Linked DNA regions of Mus musculus: all the other regions are linked to region 3. Evidence: chromatin contacts called from public Hi-C and Micro-C data. All regions are on one chromosome and are shown on one strand. The core of a region is the stretch at or near the end of the contact, and the rest is flanking DNA. Distances in the headings are between cores, read along the strand shown. Region 1 has its middle 30 kb from the start of 4930565D16Rik. Region 2 has its middle 42 kb from the start of 4930565D16Rik. Region 3 overlaps Arfip1 (ADP-ribosylation factor interacting protein 1).

Region 1 (4,037 bases), core at 1,033-3,532, 130 kb before region 3:
AGGAAGTGGAGAAGAAAGGTTTCAGGCCTGAGCCAGAGATAGACCATACCAGCCTGCCCCATGTCAGTACAGAGGGTCTGGCAGGGCTCCACAGACAACACTGGGGACATGCATACCCAGGGTGGCTCAGTGGCTCATCATGGGCCTGTTCTTTAGCCTCTGAGGAAAGAAACATGAGACTAGAAACTTCTGTCTCTCGCTGCTGTGGGGCAGGGCGGGGGGGGGGGGTGCGAAATAACCTCTGTTCTTGGGTGAGGCAGCTTAAGGTTATGGGTGCCTGGTCCCCCAACTCCTTCTCAGACAACCAGAGACCAGAAGAAAGGCTAAGGGAAACATCTAAGGAAGCCAGTGTGCAAAGAAATGGTAGTTCACCTTGCAAGAAGGGAGAAAGAGACTCGGGGTGGAGCCATCGACGGTTTCTGTTGAGTTTTTCATTGGAGCAGACCTGAAGGCTGTGTTTTGCCTAGGATGGTGTGAGCCTTGTGTGTAAAAAACCACACTTCACTTCCTTGGGCCACTGGTGGGTGTCTGAGACAGACAATAGCTAACTGGATTATCTCAAGCTTACCTTTTAGCTCTTGTTAGCTTTGGGCCAGTGGCTGGTTATATTTACTCCAGCCGTTAGCTCTGTGGCCAGTTGAGGGCCGCAGGAGGCTCTTCTGGTTCATCTTTAACTACGGGGGGTGGGGGGGGGGTGGGTGGGAGCAGGCAGTTTCGGGATTGTTTGCTAAAATGTTAGTGCTTGAAAGCTTGAAGCTGCTTCTTCTAATTTCCTAGCTCCTCGCCCAACTTGTGAAGAACATTTCGGTTCTATGGCAGGGCTAGGGCAGCAAGAAGCATTGATGAACTGCAAGGTGGTTTTGAGCAGCCAGGAATTCCCAGGTACCCAAGGGCCCAACTCCTATTAACTGCCCTGCCGTATCTTGGTCTCCTCCCTCACCACACATACAGGCACACACACACACACACACACACACACACACTCATGTGCACACATGCATGCACACACATGCATATACAAATACATATACCAGCTCTCTCTCTCTCTCCCTCTCTCTCTCTCTGACCCACCTTTCCTCTGGGCTTTTATGCTCCCATGAAGGTTAGACACTTGACTGAATTTGGAAGCTCATCTTAGTGCTCTGCCCAGCCGAGCTGTCTTCACTCTCTTTCTAAAGCCAGGCCTTGCCCCAGCAGCCCAGCCCAGTGCAGAGAGTGCAGAAAGCTGCTAGCTTCCTGTCCCTCATCCCACTGACAGGCCTGGGCCTCGCCCTTCCCTGCTCAGGACTCTCTCGCTTTAGTCCTTTGTCCTGTGGGCTCTCACTATTCACATGTTGTTTTCCATAACTGACATTGTGGGTGGCTCCAGTGCCCTAAGAAAAACAAACAAGCCGAAATCTTCCACATTTTTTCCCATTGTGGACATGTTGTCCCCCAAGGGATGGACGAACTCCGAGAATCGTTTTCTTTAAGATAATTACCTCTTTAAGAAATTGTGCCTGACTTCGCAATGCCCAGGGAGTTGTTTACTTTGTGCTAGGGGCCACACCCACTGCTTCATTAGCCAGTCACCCCAATTTCTGGAGTCCAGGGGCCCCTGGTCTCCCTGCACAGGGCAAGTATGTCACTGCTCCGAGTGTGAGGCATGAGGCTGGGTGGGAGAGTCCCCGGATGTGAAACCCACCACTCCACCCACCCAGGTGTGGGAGGCTCGGGTGGGAAACAATGTCCTCTTTCAGGCCCGCAGGTGTTCATTGCGACAGTCAGGAGAGGCAAGCCAAGCTGCTAGAGGCCCTTCTAGAAAAGAAGGAAATGCATTTCCAGAGGGAAGGAGTGTGGTACACTGGCCCAGCTCTCTCTCCACCTCAGGGCCGAGGGCCCATGGGCATACTCCGACTTAACAGGCCTGCTCATAAAACATGAAAATCCTTTGTTCCTGAGTGGCAGAGAGCAGCTGTCTTGAGCCATCCCACCATGCCAGCCATCTGAGTTGCTCTGCCAGGTCCCTGGAGCATCTCATAGCTTCATACACATATTTGCTCTTCCTGGAGGGTGGAGCAGCCAGTTCTAACTATTAAATTGTTTTAATGCCACCTGCTTCATAAAACTTTCCCATCCACCATCCAAATAGGAATTAATTGCCCCGCTGGAGAAGCCAGATCACCTGGGCTTGCATTCACCAGCCCTTCCGGAGTATTTCCATACAATGTGGCTATTATACATAGGACAGTCTCACCCTTCATAGAGCGACTGTCCATCCCCAGGGCTTGCGTACCATTCACCCAGGGTTCTCCAGTGCCTCACATAGATGAAATAGCATGCAAGTGTCAGCAGCAGAGCTGTGTGTGAGGTGTTGGCCTGGAGGCAGGAAGACCCACTGAGAACCAAGCAAGGAGAAGGGCATGTCTGTGTGCCCGAGGAGGAGGCAGTCAGGCATTTGGCCTCTCTGCTGCTCTGAATTCTGGGAATGAAGACAGCCTGGGTGAAGGAGGGAAGCCACAGAAGAGGACTGTCCAGAATTGGAGCAGGCAGAGGGGAGCCACAGCCTCTACACACACCATGGCTGCACATTTTAGCTTGTAGCTTGTACTCAATGAAACTCTGAAGTGACTCTGCGGAGTTAGTTGTCTGTGAGGTGATGGGCAGGAGAGACTCCAAGAGGGCCTGCCTCTTGCTTAGTTTCTGCACCTCAAATGAATAAAGAGCACCGGCCTGGTTCCTGCACCGTGGAACCAAGGGACCAGGAACACCAAGCATCATGCAAGAAGCAGATGGAAACCAGCCTGCAGGGCTGCCTGGGTCCTGCCAAGGTGGATGTGGGCCTGGGTGGAGCACTGAGGGGATGCTGGAGACAAGCAAGGAATCTAGGTGGAGACCTACCTTCTTCTGCTCGGGAAGCAAACACAAATTGAAAGGCCTTGGAAGAGGCCCGCATGAAAGACTAAACAGTTTCTGCCATGAGCTTCACACTGGCTGAGCCTTTGAAGCCACTACTCAGAGGCAGGAGTATGTGGCTCCCTGAAGCTGCACTAACAAAGTCCATCCCCTCACTGTTATGGGTCAGCTAGGAAATGTCCACTGCAGGCTAGCGTCTGGGACACTCGGTCCTAGCTAGTGCAACTTAGAAGGACAGGGGCCCTGGCTGAGAGAAGCCAGTCAGTGGGTAATATGGGTGCTTTCTCTGCTTACACACACACTCACATGCACACACACTTATACACATACACACACTCACATGCTTACACACTTACACACACTCACATGCACACATAGTCACATACACACTTATACACATGCACACATACACACACTCACACGTACTCACATGTTTACACACTTACACACACTCACACACACACTTATACACATGCACACACTCACACACACTCACATACACACACACTTATACACATGTACACACTCACTCACATACACAAACTTATACACATGCACACACTCACACACACTCACACACACTTATACACATGCACACACTCACACACACATACACACACTTATACACATGCACACACTCACACACACTCACATGCACACACTTATACACATGCGCACACACACACACTTATACACATGCACACACTCACACACACATTCACACATAAACACACACACACACACACACGCTACTGCTTCAGGTTTTCCATGAAAACCTTTACACCACAAACTCACTTTGCTAGACATAAAGAATCCATTGGGCTCACAGTGAGGGTCTACTGTCTTAGTCATTGCTGTGAAGAGACATCATGACCACGGCAGCTCTTACAAAGGAAAGCATTTAATTGGGGCTGGCTTACATTTCAGAGGGTTAGTCCATTATCCGTGGCAGAAGTATGGCAGCATGCAGGCAGACACGGTATTAGAGAGGAGCTGAGAGTCCTGCATCTAGATGGGCAGGCAGCAAGAAGACAGAGAGAGCCACCGGGCCTGGCTTGAGTTGCTGAAACCTCAAAACCCACCCTCAGTGACAGATTTCCTCCAACAAGATTGTGGCTCCTAGCAGTGCCACTCCCTACTGG
Region 2 (4,228 bases), core at 929-3,428, 200 kb before region 3:
GCTCTCCAGCAAAGAAGGTGAACAAGTCGCAATCCGCTCGTACTGTTTTGCAATGAAAATAAATGGCCAGGAGAGAGGTTTCTAAATCCTGGTGTTACACTGTTGGCTAATATCCATCTCATCAGAACTGCAGTTGTTTTAGAATTTAGGACTAAATCTACATTTATTTGTTTATTTGTTTGTTCATTTATTTATTTATCTATTTTCGGTTTTTGTTTTTTACATCTCCTGTAGTAGTTAGTCCAGGCTGGCCTCCAACACACACACACACACACACACACACACACACACACACACCCTCTGTAGAGCAGGGGGGCTCAGGAAGCCAAGTCCATCTCTCCTGGAAAGGCTGGGGTCTTTAGGATCTTCAAGGAGGTCCTCCTCCTCTAGATTAGGGTTGGTCCTTTAGAACAAAAGCAGGGGAGATGAACCATCCACAGCTTTTGTAAACAAGTCCACAGGCAGGGGGCTGGAGAGGAGAGCCCACCAGTCCTTTGTTTTAAGCCTTCAGGCTTTTTTGTCTCAGGTCAGGAGCATGAGGAAGAAGCCAGCCATCTTGGAAGTTCACCACCTTTATTTCCTAGTCATGGCCCTTCTTCTTATCTGTCTACCTATCAGGAAACATAACTTCTAGTCCCTCAGGGAGACAGTGAACTTCCTATCCTCCTGCCTCTGCCTCCCGAGTTCTGGGATTACAAGCATGCACTGTGAAAAAGCCCAGTTTGTGCAATGCTGGAAGACTGACCCAAGGGCTCTGTGAGTCTAGGAAAGCGCTCTACCAGCTGAGCCGCATCTCCAGCCCTGGTCATTTCCCTTAGGCTGTGAGATGGTAATACACGTGTAAGCACTCCATATATTCCTTGAACTGGAACTTTGCAGATCTGTGGGCCTTCTTGATTAGATATTATGCTCCAATAATACGGCCAGGGTGTGAGAAGCTCAGCAGTCCAATGCTTGCCAAGCTTGCTTGCACAAGGCCCCGGGCTCCACCCCTTGCGCTAAGGAACTGGAAAGATGACTGGAAGGCAGGGGCTGAGTACCTAGCGCACAGTGCCAGCTTGTCCTCCGGAAGCGGAGGCCAGGGCCGATCGTTTGTGCTCTCGAGTTAGGAAGCATTCTGAGCAATAAAAAGAGACTCCCTCATCTCAAAAAAAGCAAGAACAAAACATTCCACAGCTACAAAAAAAATAAAATAAAATAAAATAAAATAAAATAAATGCACATGATCCTTGTGCGTCAGCAGAGAGCACTTTCTCAGTCTCGGAGACACAAGGTTAAGAAGACAGCAGCAGATGTTTCTGAGGGTCACATAGCATCGTGCCGTTTACATAAAGTTTTAGAGGTCACCATCTGTATGACATGGTACTTATGGATCCTGTGGATGTGAATATATATGTCTGTGCGGGTAAGGAGGAAATGCAGAGGGAAGCAGATCATACTTGGGGGCCTCTGCTTAGTAAGGCAGGTAGGCAGTATGCCACTAAACCATTGTCTATGGTCTCTATGCAGTAACATATATAAACACACACAAACATATACATACATTGTTTGTTTGGTTTTGGTTTTTTTGTTTTGTTTTGTTTTGTTTTGTTTTTTTTTTTTGAGACAAAGTTTCATTGTCTAGCCCTGGTTGTCCAGGCTGGCCTTGAACTCACAGAGATCTGCCTGCCTCTGCCTCTCCGGTATTGAAACTAAAGGCATGAGCCATCACTGTCCGGCTTGTACTAACATATTTTAGTATAATTTTGTTTGTTTGTTTGTTTGTTTAAAAAAATCAGGACATGTTACATCTCTTTGCATCCTTCTGGTTCCTCTTTCTCCAGGACTCTCACCGGTAACCTTCAAAGCAGAGAGTCCTGTTTTTCTCAGACTTGGTGCTAAGGAGCATACATAACATCTGGGGTCCCATTTCCTGAACATAAACTCCAGCTTTGCCATTGGCTGTGTGACCTGGGCAAGTGACTCAATCTCTCTGTGTTTCAGTTCACCCGTATGTAAGGTGAGGGTTCTATAGCAAGACTGAGCTAAGGAAGTGGCTGCTGAGGTCCATGACGTGTTGCTGCCAGAACCAGTCCGTGTGACGACCTTCCAGAGCATACATCCAGACTGTTGGGAAAGGTGGGTGAATGCTGAGTCCCCCGCTAGCTTTACTCTCTGCTCTGCTCACCTACAGGAGGCCCAGGAAGCCGGGGATATAGGCAGGGCTCCTCCTTCCTCTTCCGCCTCTGTCTCTTCCCACAGCCCCACCCACTTCAGCTGCCCCGGGTTTTGTTTTTCTCCAGCGGGGGGGGGGGGGGGGGGGGGGAAATGGGTGCGGCCTGGCTCCTTTGCCTTTTGCCTCTGCCGAGATGTGCTGCGCTTTCTTTCCATTTTTGAGACAGTTGCCTGAATTAGAGTTACATTGCCATCCGGGTCCTTCGCTTTGCTTGGGAATTTTAAAAATCTGGTCTTATCCAGGCTTCATCCTCACAGGACTAAGTGACAGCCTTGGGGGTGACACAAGTCTGGTAGCCCTAGCACCTGCAACATAGGGCCACCACAGGGAGAGAGCCTCAAATCTATGTACTTTGGGCCTCCTGTCATAGACACAGAGGCCCTGAAATGACCTGGGCTCTGCTTACTAATCAGACAAAGATCTTCCGGAAGTGGACCCCATCACCTGAGAGACCCAAAGATGACCTATGGACTCAAAGGACCCCGCTCTGGTTATTTGGGCAGGAGGAACGATCCGATGATTAGGCAGGTGATCCCATGCCTTCTGTTACAATGTCCTTCTATTCTGGGTCCCTCCTTCCCGCATTAAATCACAGTCTTTGCAAGGGTATCTGTCCGTGGAGGCTCTGTGGAGAAGTCACTTTATGAAGTTAAATTATTCATCAGAAATCCCTTGAGAAGACTGGTCCTTGCGGCTAGGACAGGCTGACTTTCACCTGAGCCGTGGCTCCCACCTCCTAAGGACAGGTCCTGCAAATCCTTCTTGAGGTCTGGGGAGCCATGCGTGCCGGAGGAGCAGAGCTGGAGAGCCGCTGGCTGGTGCCCCCATTAACATGGCTGTTCTGCCTCCTGAGGTGTGTGGATCCTTGTGCTTTTCCATTCGTGTGTGTGTGTGTGTGTGTGTGTGTGTGTGTGTGTAACGCTTATCTGTTTTGTTTGCTGTCATTTTTAATAAAAAATTAATTTCACAGGTTTAAGTACAGGCTTGCTGCTACAATGTCCTTCTATTCTGGGTCCCTCCTTCCCATGTTAAGTCACAGTAAGGGTGTCTGTCCATGGAGGCTCCGTGGAAAAAAAAGTCAAAACTAGCCAGGTGTGCTAGCTAGATTCACATCAGTTTGACACAGCTGGGGTCATCTGAGGGAACCTCAATTGAGAAACCAGGACCAGGCTGTAGGCAAGCCTGTGGAGCAGTTTCTTTTTAAGGAGTAGTGGGGGAGGGTCCAGCCCACCGTGGGTGGTGCCATCCCTAGGCAGGTGGTCCTGGGTTCTATAAGTAATCAGGCTGAGCAAGCCATGGGGAGGAAGCCAGCAAGCAGTAATCGGCCATTGCTTCTGATCAGCTCCTGCCTGCCTCCAGGCTCCTGCCCTCTTTGAGCTCCTGCCCTGGCTTTGCCCAGTGGGCTGTGCTGTGGTAGTGTAAGACGAATCATCACTTTCTCCCAGGCTGCTTTTAGGGATGGTGTTTTATCATAGGGGGTGGAAATCCTAACTGAGACACCAGGCACAGTGGTAGTGCAGCAGGAGACCTGGCACTGCAACGCCTCAGGTAGGAAGGTCAGCTGAGCACAGGAATGCAAGGTTAGTCTATCTCAAAGATGACTGACCGCACTTCTTAAAAAGTTGCCTTTTTTTGTTGTTTGTTTGGTTTGATGTTTTTGTTTTTGTTTTGCTTTGTTTTGTTTTGTTTGCCAGGCAGTGATGGTACACGCCTTTAATGCCAGCCCTCAGATTCCACCTCTGGAGTTCAAGGCCATCCTGGTTTACCAAGCAAGTTCCAGGACATCAGGGCCACTTTTTTTTTGAGTAGGGACCAATGAGATGATTTAGTACGTAAAGGTGTTTGCAGGGCCAGCTTGGGGACCTGAGTTTGACCCCTGGGACCCATATAAAGGTAAAGAAGAGCACTGAGTCCACAAAGTTGTGGATCTCCTCATGATTCCTATTTTCTATACCACATGTGAGTGCGCACAATACACACACAATACAATAATACACACACAATACAACAATA
Region 3 (4,032 bases), core at 988-3,487:
CTATTTTTTTCAAGGATGTTAGGCATGTACCTTTCAGTGAAGATAAGCTCTCCTAAGGAAAAATATAAACACAGTCGAATGCCGCTAACCCTTAATCTGCACTATCACCTTGATAGGATTTAGAGTTAGGGTAGAAATAAACCTCTGGGCACGTCTTCCAGGGAGTCATTCCAGCTAATACTAGTGGTCACTTCATGAGCTAGGGTCTTACTCTGTATAGAACATGGAGTGAGCTGACCTGCCTCGAGAGTCGCTGCCATGACTTCTCCGTGCTGATGGACTGGACTCTCAAACTGTGAGCCAGAATAACCACCAGCTTGCTTTTGTCGGGTACGTCATCACAGGAGGAAGAAAGCACCCAATATGAGTAGTCTACAAATTATATACAGGAATCCTGGGACTGCTGAAAGACCACTAGACACTTGAATTGTTTTCGTAAAGAGAGCACTGTGTAAATTCTTAAAAAGAAGTAGCAGAGTGGAGCGCTGGGTGTGAGGTGAAGTAGGAAAGGTCTAAACAGAAATGGAAGAGATCTCTGACTGTGGACACTTTTAAGTGATACGATACCATCAGTAATAAAATTGATGGCCTCATGGTGGCCAGGGTTCCTTGACTCAGAAAGCAGCAATCCTTCAAGAAGCAGAGCTCTTGCCATTATGGAAAAAAAAAAAAAAAAGGTGCAACATCTGAATGAAGTGGTGCAAATTTCTAACTAGAGATTAGCAGTTTGATGGTACAAAGTAATTCAATGTATGAGATGGTAATTTATGAGATAATATTCAGGAGTCTGGGTGTGTCCACTTGTCTATTTTGGAGGCTGTTATATTCCCTATGTAATACAATATATACTCACAGTGTATAAAATTTTCAAATGTGCCTTCCTTGTATAATGTTAGTTTTCAGTTTTTGTGTGTGCAGTTATAAGGTACTACATAGCTTAATAACTCATTGAATATATGCTACTGTATTTAGTCCTACATTTTACAAGGTATACTTTAGAAATAATTAGTTTGTTCATAATGAAAACCAAATCCCCACTTCATTTTTTTGATGTTACTGATATTCAATTCAAACTTAAAATGGCTTAAGTCTCAACTCTACTGAAGTATTTAATACATTTAAAAGTCATTTTCAGTTAGCCTATAAGAAAATATGATGCCTTAAAAACTTCAAGTAAGTGTCATATGCATTTTTAGTATTTTAAATGATACAAAATTAGACTCGTAGATTTTATAAAGTTATGAAAGAGTACTCATTCAAACCTTGGGAATTTCTCTTTGCTTTGCACATTTTGAGCACTCGGGAGGCAGAGGCAGGTGGATTTCTGAGTTCGAGGCCAGCCTGGTCTACAAAGTGAGTTCCAGGACAGCCAGGACTATACAGAGAAACCCTGTCTTGAAAAACAAAACAAAACAAAACAAAACAAAGAATGCAAAAGTTTCAGAGTTTGTGTGAGTGTCTGAGTGTGTGTCAGGATACCTCTGGAGGCCAGGAGACCCCTGGGATCCCTTGGAGCTAGAGATACAGCTGTGAGCTACTGACATGGGTGCTGTGAACTCAAGTTCTAACTACAGAGCAGCAAGAGCTCTTAACTGCTGAGCCATTTCGATCCCAAAATGAAAATTTAAAACTCACAATTTAAAACTTGGCATAACAATCTACTTCTGAATAAGAATGTGTTGTTCTACAAAGTAGTCAATAATGTTTTAAGACTTAGTGACGTGCAGGACACTGAAACACATGAGAAGAATTGCAGAAGAACTAACTGTCCCTTCTTACTCTGGGCTATAAGGAAGAGTATTAGTAAAGAAAGAAATCTCATTCAAGAATCCTTCAAGATTTTACAATCTACAGCAGCTCCTACTCTCATCTGCATACACCACGTTGTTTTCCACCTGTCTATCTTAGATAATCTGGTGTCATCAATGGTTCTATTTTCTCTACCAGAGTCTAGGTCTTACCTCTCTTCTCTTGGTGACTATCCTTGTTTTCTTTGTCTCTTGTCCTGCCAGCCCTGCAATGGAATCTTTACACTGTAGTGAGAAACAACTTTCTTTGCCCTCCTTCCCTCCACCCCCCCCCCTTTTTCCCACAGGGTCTGGCTACAGAAGTTGCTAAGAAGGCCAGGCTCCCTTCTAACTCACAATCCTTCTGCCTCCACAGTGTGAGGACTTAATGTGTGTGCCACCATGTTCAGCTCAGATACAACCTTCTAAAATGGGAATGTGGTTGAGACAGATAACCATTTTTATACCATTTTGTGGCTGCACTGCCTGTAAAATAAGCTAGTACTTTAACATGACTTTTTTTTACAGGGTCTACTTATCTTTCTAGTGTCATTTCTCATCATACACTTTAGGCCCACACCTCCAACACTCATATTCATTCATTCATTCATTCACATTCTCTCTCTCTTTCTCTCTCTCTGTCTCTCACTCACGTGCGCTCGCGCGAGTGCACACACACACACACACACTTTGGCAGGTGAACTGTAAATAATATGGTCTTTATACCTCCTTTAGATTCTTTACTGGTACTCTTTGAGGGGGACAGTCTTCATCCTTCTTCATCTGTCTAGCTCTTAGTTTGATCAGTAATTCCTCAGGCAATTATGTCCTCCACATACCAGCATGCTTTATTTGACCAAGTCTATCATTTTCCACATGTCATTTAAAAACAACAAAGACTGCTTATACACAAAAGCAAACAACAGCCCAAGCAGCACAAGTAAGGATAAAAATGTAGTCAATCTAAACGTGGAGTACCTCTCCCCTACCTCCAGGTTCTAGGCCAGCTCTCACAAAACAATGTGCTCATTCACAAAACATTTATGAAATGAAAGCCTCTATTACACACCAAACAGTTTTGCCAGGCATGAAAATAAGGAAATGAATGAAAATTCCTGCCCCTCACTGAAATTACAGCCATGTCACACAGGCTTCAGGAATAGCTTACACAATCCTAGGAGCTATGTCTGAGCTTCCAGGCTCCTCTGCCTGTCGTAAAATAAAGTAGTGAGAGACAAAGGTCTCTAACATGTTCCTACTCAAACAGTGCTTTGTAATTAAGTCCTAATGATCCTGGATTATAACTCCCTAAAGTTAATAGGAAGTTTTGATAGTTTGCTATATGTATGCAATTTCTAAGGAGTTCAGAGCTGGGAAACACCTAATCTATGTACTTTTGTTCTGGACATTCCACAGGAAAAGTTCCATTTCCACAATATCTAATGAAGTAATTTCCCTAACCTGACAATCACAGCTAAACTAACAAGAAGACACAACCATGTGTAACTTGTGCTTGCTTCTCTTTAACTCAAGCTACAACTTGCCAACATCTAGTTACTATTTAAGAAACGAGACAACAACATCCATCACATTTCATTTTGCTTTCTATTTCTGTTGTTTTGGGGACAGTCTCATGTTGTCCAGTCAGCCTTGAACTTACTGTGTAGCTGAGAATGACCCTGAGCCTCTGGCCTCTGGCCCATAAGCAAAGGACTGGCAGATTTATACCACTTTACCCAATTGCTCTTTAGTAATTGTTAATAGCATCCATTGTAAATCACATACAGCTCAAAACTAGAGAGTAACTTTATATCTGTGAAGATTAAACTTTAAAGAACAAAAATTGTTTTACTTAGAAAATAACAGCATCTTTGCTGAGGATGGTGGAGGCCCGTGATAGCAAGCTCCCTGCCTTGCTCATCTCTAGAGTTGCATATAGGAGCAAGGACTGCAGTGCTGGTGCAGTTCTAGTCTAAGCATGTTCATTATAATCTCTACAGAGATGTGAATGCAGAGGATGGCCTCTCAGAACAAAACACAATCTGTACATAAAACCAGAGACACTGAAACTTATAGAGGAGAAAGTAGGGAAAAGCCTCGAAGATATGGGTACAGGGGAAAAATTCCTGAATAGAACAGCAATGGCTTGTGCTGTAAGATCGAGAATTGATAAATGGGACCTCATAAAACTGAGAAACCAAAATACCAACTTCAACAGGTGTTACAGTTTCATTGCTTGTGCCAC

Evidence for each region. A called contact is a pair of places that touch in the nucleus more often than the background predicts.
Region 1: a Micro-C map of the G1E-ER4 cell line shows a contact between it and region 3, with 2.4 times the contacts expected there. The contact joins two enhancer-like sites. A contact is called at or near these places in 3 of 484 Hi-C or Micro-C datasets (the G1E-ER4 cell line and palatal mesenchyme) and 1 of 115 datasets of contacts at active chromatin or transcription factors (bone marrow-derived dendritic cells).
Region 2: a Hi-C map of the G1E-ER4 cell line shows a contact between it and region 3, with 4 times the contacts expected there. The contact joins two enhancer-like sites. A contact is called at or near these places in 1 of 39 promoter capture datasets (hippocampal neurons), 7 of 15 datasets of contacts at CTCF or cohesin (CD8 T cells, the G1E-ER4 cell line, the NIH/3T3 cell line and 3 more), 165 of 484 Hi-C or Micro-C datasets (the 63-12 cell line, the AML12 cell line, the AtT-20 cell line and 99 more), 47 of 115 datasets of contacts at active chromatin or transcription factors (the 230-238 cell line, CD8 T cells, the HPC-7 cell line and 31 more) and 2 of 9 other capture datasets (embryonic stem cells and embryonic tail).

Annotation. Positions count from the first base shown.
Region 1 is chr3:84,407,704-84,411,740 of GRCm38.p6, forward strand. No RefSeq gene overlaps it. Among named protein-coding and RNA genes, the nearest start is that of 4930565D16Rik, 30 kb to the left of the region's middle. Within about 2 kb of position 2,283, at least 20 of the 459 cell types and tissues checked have an H3K27ac peak or open chromatin away from gene starts, as enhancers often do. A contact at or near this core is called in the G1E-ER4 cell line, where this site is marked.
Region 2 is chr3:84,335,578-84,339,805 of GRCm38.p6, forward strand. No RefSeq gene overlaps it. Among named protein-coding and RNA genes, the nearest start is that of 4930565D16Rik, 42 kb to the right of the region's middle. Within about 2 kb of position 2,179, at least 79 of the 459 cell types and tissues checked have an H3K27ac peak or open chromatin away from gene starts, as enhancers often do. A contact at or near this core is called in the G1E-ER4 cell line, where this site is marked.
Region 3 is chr3:84,538,609-84,542,640 of GRCm38.p6, forward strand. The region is part of intron 2 of Arfip1 (ADP-ribosylation factor interacting protein 1); the gene reads right to left. Among named protein-coding and RNA genes, the nearest start is that of Gm35410, 42 kb to the right of the region's middle. Within about 2 kb of position 2,238, at least 2 of the 459 cell types and tissues checked have an H3K27ac peak or open chromatin away from gene starts, as enhancers often do. A contact at or near this core is called in the G1E-ER4 cell line, where this site is marked.